Linked DNA regions of Mus musculus: region 2 is linked to region 1. A link is a contact called in public HiChIP or PLAC-seq data. All regions are on one chromosome and are shown on one strand. The core of a region is the stretch at or near the end of the contact, and the rest is flanking DNA. Distances in the headings are between cores, read along the strand shown.

Evidence for each region. HiChIP or PLAC-seq counts read pairs in DNA pulled down with a chosen protein or histone mark.
Region 2: an H3K4me3 HiChIP or PLAC-seq map of bone marrow-derived macrophages shows a contact between it and region 1, with 3 times the contacts expected there. The contact joins two enhancer-like sites. A contact is called at or near these places in 1 of 15 datasets of contacts at CTCF or cohesin (CD8 T cells), 21 of 484 Hi-C or Micro-C datasets (the AML12 cell line, B cells, CD4 T cells and 13 more), 6 of 115 datasets of contacts at active chromatin or transcription factors (CD8 T cells, bone marrow-derived dendritic cells, bone marrow-derived macrophages and 3 more) and 2 of 9 other capture datasets (adipose tissue and pancreatic islet).

The regions. Positions count from the first base shown.
Region 1 is chr13:112,317,371-112,319,992 of GRCm38.p6, forward strand. Ankrd55 (ankyrin repeat domain 55) reads left to right here. Exons shown (of 11, transcript NM_029898.3): 2 at 1,055-1,177. Among named protein-coding and RNA genes, the nearest start is that of Ankrd55, 30 kb to the left of the region's middle. Within about 2 kb of position 1,316, at least 58 of the 459 cell types and tissues checked have an H3K27ac peak or open chromatin away from gene starts, as enhancers often do. A contact at or near this core is called in bone marrow-derived macrophages, where this site is marked.
Region 2 is chr13:112,360,501-112,363,122 of GRCm38.p6, forward strand. All of the region lies in intron 7 of Ankrd55 (ankyrin repeat domain 55), which reads left to right. The region is part of intron 1 of Gm48837 (a long non-coding RNA gene); the gene reads right to left. Among named protein-coding and RNA genes, the nearest start is that of Gm48837, 2.8 kb to the right of the region's middle. Within about 2 kb of position 1,296, at least 13 of the 459 cell types and tissues checked have an H3K27ac peak or open chromatin away from gene starts, as enhancers often do. A contact at or near this core is called in bone marrow-derived macrophages, where this site is marked.

The DNA of each region.
Region 1 (2,622 bases), core at 66-2,565:
AGTTTCGTACAACCTTAGTTCTTCTAGAAATAGCATCTTTACAAACCCAGGTGTTTGAAACTGAACAGGTTTTAATTGGGGGGGGGGTATGCAAAATGAGGCATGAGAAGCCAATATAAATGCAGTAGATGAGCACCAATGAAAAGGTATGGCTCTCCTTTCAATTGCAGGACAACAGTGGTGGGCAGGTTATGAGGGGGGCCACATGAGAGCTAGTTCTGCATAGGGAAAGCTCCTGGTGGGAAGGAGGCAGCTACTGCTGGATGCCAAGCAAGGGAGGGAGAGCCCCATCTTCTCCCTTCCCAGTCTTCAGTGCCTCCCTCCCATGTATCCTCCCATGCAGGATAAAGGCATCTGGAGATACAGTCATCACAGATGAAGGTGCAGAACATCTCTGGAGGAGAGAGAGGGAGGAGCATAATGCTTTTCCCAAAGATGGATGAACTGAGGTACTAAGAAGACAGGTCATGCGTCCATGGATGTAGTTCAGTTGGTAGAGGGCTTACCTAGAAAGCACATGCCTTCAATGCCCAACAATTGCATAGAATCAGGCATAGCAGCCCACATCTGCAAATGCAAGGGGTGGATGTAAGAGAATCAGCAATCCAAGATCAGCCTCGGCTATATAGAATACTCAAGGCTAACCTGGGCTACACGAGAACTTGACTCTAAACAGGAAACAAGCAAAAGAGAAGACTGTAGCATGCTTTGGGTCTTGAAGAATAGATTGAAGCCAAGACACTGGCCTTCTTCCCTTGCTGGTCTCTCTAATTTTGGGAAACCAGCATGCCCAAAGAGTCATGACATGCAAAGAGTGCCTAATCCCAAGGCTCCTTGCCAACACGTGGTGGCGTTGCAAATGACCTAGAGTGGCCCACTTTTCTTCAGAAGTGTCTTTTCCAGAAAGGAGTATGTGACTAAGCTGACTCAGCCTCTGCCTGGATTCACTGGGGAGGGAGGTTTAGTGACTCACTTGTGTGGGTGACAATCTGGTCTTGTGGTATTCTTTGAGTGAACGTACTCTACATATTAACAGAGTGTCTGGTTCATGCAGGTGACTCATCTGAAGAAGTCGACCTGGCAATGGTGTATCAGGCAGCATCGAATGGAGATGTCAACTCTCTGACCTCCGTCATTCGGGAGGATCCGTCCATCCTGGAGTGTTGTGACAGTGAAGGTGAGCTGTTTGTGAGGTGTTTTTGTTTTTGTTTTAAACCTGGAATGGAATGCTTTATCCTTTCAGAGATGGTCTTTTGAGATGAGCAACACTAGTGAAATTCTTTTTGACTGACCACAAGATACTATAGGCATCTTGCCTGTGGCTCTGTAGAATCCTTTGGCATTTTTCAGCATGACACTGGACACAGAACTTCAGCACCTTTTACACATTATTCACTTATTATATTTCATATATTATTATGAAGTGGGTTGTTTCCAGTATTTTTGTAAGACTGACCAATTACGTGTGTGTGTGTGTGTGTGTGTGTGTGTGTGTGAAAGCCAGAAGTCAACCTCAAGTGTCATTTCTAAGGTATTATACATTTTATTTTTTGAGACAAGGTTTTTCACTGGAATTTTGAACTCACCCAGTAAGTTAAGCTGACTGAGCCCCAAGTATCTGCCTGTCTCCATTCCCTCTGGACCAATATTACAAGTACAAAACATTATGTCTGACTTTCGTATGCGTGTTCTGGGAAACCTACTCAGGGCCTCAGGATTGCACAGCAAGCACTTTGGGGACGGAGGCCTCTCTTTGATCACCAGTAGTTATAACAGGTATCTAGGAAGAGCAGAAATGGATGTTGGAGAAATGTAAGAATTTGGCCCTTGAGACCACATCATGGTTGTATTTCCACCTGTATTCTTTCTAAATACAACTAAGAACTCTGGATATGATGACTAATATAACTCTGGAAACCAAGAGAAGGACCAAGTCCTTAGATCCAAGGACAGGCATGATGGTGAGTTCTCTGGGATGGCCTTTTGCCTTGTATATCCCAGGGTTGGAGCTGAAGGAGCTGGCAACACAGAATACCAAAAGACACGGACAGAAGAGAAGCCTCTGAAAATCTGCATCCTATAGGCAAAACGCCAAGACTGATCACTGATAGGAGGAGACTCTCTACACCTCTATGTGGTTTCACAAGAGGGAACACTCCGTCATCTGTATGAATTCTTGCTTCAGAAGCTTAGAGGGAGAAGAGCGAAATAATCTCAAAACACACGGAGGGGGAGAGAGGAAACAAGAAAAGATGAAATTAACCGGGCGTGGTGGTGCACACTTTTAATCTCAGCACTCGGGAGGCAGAGGCAGGAGGATTTCTGAATTCGAGGCCAGCCTGGTCTACAAAGTGAGTTCCAGGACAGCCAGGGCTACACAGAGAAACCCTGTCTTGAAAAAACAAAAAAACAAAAAAAGATGAAATCAAAAACAAAAGCAATAGGGAAAAAAAAATCTAAAAAAACCAAGGAACAACCTGTAGCACTGTCACTGTCAAGAAAAACTAACTGAAGGAGATGCAAATTCCTGCTCTTGGGAATGCAAGGACATCACTACAGTCCCCACAGAAATGCTGCAAACAACTTCACACACGTAAATTTGACAATTTAGATGAATGGATT
Region 2 (2,622 bases), core at 46-2,545, 43 kb after region 1:
CTCTATCACCCTTATGTCATATCTAAGGGAGGACTCTTTGTCTAAGATTGGGGAACCCAACTCCATTTATATGTGCAGTTAGATAACTTGCCTTTGCTTCAGATCTACTCGAAGTTTTGAGCCTGGCTTTTGGAAGCAGAAAAACATTACTCGCCATGTTTACCCTGCCACACCTCTCCCTTAAGATTAAGGACAAAGCCAACCATGCCTGTAAATAGAGGACAGGAGAAAAGTGTAAAATACACAGTTACGTTAACCAGGCAGTGGTGGTGCACGAGTTTAATCTCAGTACCCGGGGAGGAAGAGACAGACTAATCAAGGCCAGCTTAGTCCACAGCGTGAGCTCGAGGATGGCCAGTGATACACACAGAGAAACTGTATCTCAAAAAAATAAAACAACAACAACAACAAAAAAAGCCAGAAAGAATATACAATCAATCACACTAATAAATGGTATTGAGAAAATGGGCCACGAATTAGAAAGGCATATATCACACATACCCAGAGATAGGAATTTACTATCTAACCTTGGCTAGCCTCAAACTTCTAATCATGGTGCCTGGGCTTACTGATGCTGAAATTATAAAGGTGAGCACCATGTCAAAGCACATTTCTTATTTTTAATCTAAATAAATCTAAAAAAAATTGCTAATTTTTCTTTTTAATCTATATCCACACAAAAAAAAATCCCATTGTTTGGTTCTTAACTTTTAGCTTGTATAGATTATGTGCAAACACAACCAAAGTCAGAAGAGCCCCATTAACCCCAATGCTGCCTTGTTATAGTGGCATATCCCCCCATCCTAAGCCCTGGCAACCATAGATTAGTTCTCTCTATAGTTTCTTCCTTCTGAAATGTCATATACATGTGACTGTAGGTTGACTGTCCCTTAGCCGCCATGTTGTGATGGGAAGTATTTCAGATTTCTGAATTGTTGCGATTTGGGAAGACTTTCCTAAATATCATGAGACATCTTAAAATGAAACCAATTGTAAACACAAAATGTGTTTAAGCACATAGCCTGAAGGGAATTCTACACAGCATCTTAAGCGCACTTAAACTTCAGCTCTGACTTGTCATACAGGGTCAGATATTGAATTTTTCCCTTGTGACATCCAACACGTCAATGTTCAGAGCACCTCAGATTTCAGGTCTTTACAGGAGGGAAGGTCACTTTTGAGATTGGCCCATGTCACTTAGTAGAATGCACTTGGGGCTCATCTTGACTGTCACACATTGGCAGCCTGTTGGGTCTGTCGTTGGGTCATATTCCACAGTATAGAGGAACCAGTTTGTTTATCCACTAGCCCATGGAAGGTTGGTGGCTTGCTTCCAGTTTGGGGAAGTTATGGTACCGTTGCTATAAACATTTGAGAGCCAAATTTTCATTTCTCTACCTAGGTAACTAGAAGTGGGGATTTCTGGGTCACATATTCGGGATATATTAAGCCTGTAAAACTTCTGCTAAGGTGTTCGGCAAGTTCCAGATCTTCTGCGTTTTTACCACCATCAATTATTACGAAGTTCTGTTGGGGTTTTGCCTTATTTTAGACATTTAAACAGGCAGGTGGTATCTCTTTGCCATTTAAATTTGCATTTCCCTAATGATAATTTTGGTGTTGTCGAGGCAGGGTCTCTGTAGGGCAGATTGGCCTGGAACTCACTATGAAGCCCAGACTGGCCTCAAACTCAAACAGAAATCCTCCTTCTTCCCGTCCTGCATTCTAGGACTCCAGGTGTGTGCCACCATGCTGCCTTGACAAAGTGTCTTTGAACCTGTGGCATTTCATCTTGAATATCTCGCCACCCATACATCTTTTCTGGTGAAATGTCTATTGTAATCTTCTGCCATTCTTCAAGAGTTTGTTTTCTTGTCATTCAGCTCTGAAAGCTGATATACATTCTAATTATAAGCCTTCTGTTACAAATCATGTGTGATTTGTAAATATTTCCTCCTGTTGTCTGAGTCGTCTTTAGTTTATTAAGAAAACACTGGTTTTACAATTTAAAAAAAAATAGTTGAGTGTTGGTGACTATTTGTCTTCTGGTTAAAAAAGTATGTTCTAAATATGAAAGAGATAAATTGAAATGCAATTAAATGTGAATGGTTTTCATTTTTATAAAAAAATCACTAAAAACAAGATTGAATAACAAAACTTTTGAAGTTTGTATAGATGATCAATAAATGATCAGTATCTTTAATATGTAAATACCCCCACTTAAATTACTAAGGAAAACACTAATACTCTAAAAGAAAAATAGAAACTGTCTATAGTATGACACATGCCTATAATACCAGCATTAGGAAGGCTGAGGCAGGAGGATTTTATATTCAGGGCTAGTTCATGCTATACAGTATGTATCTACCTTTTTTATAAATAAAAAATAAATAAATAAAAAGGCAAAAATAAACAAAAAGCATTAAGAATGACTTCAGTGAGGAAATTTAAATGGCAAATTCAGCCTTTCTATAAAGAAATGCATAGGAAAACAACATCCAAGAATCATTTTGCCAACCAAATTAACAAAGATCTTAAAGACTGAGACATACTTCGGCGTTCAAGAAGTAAGGATTCAGCTGTAAGAAGGTAAACTGTGTCAGCGTTCCTAGAAGGCAGTTG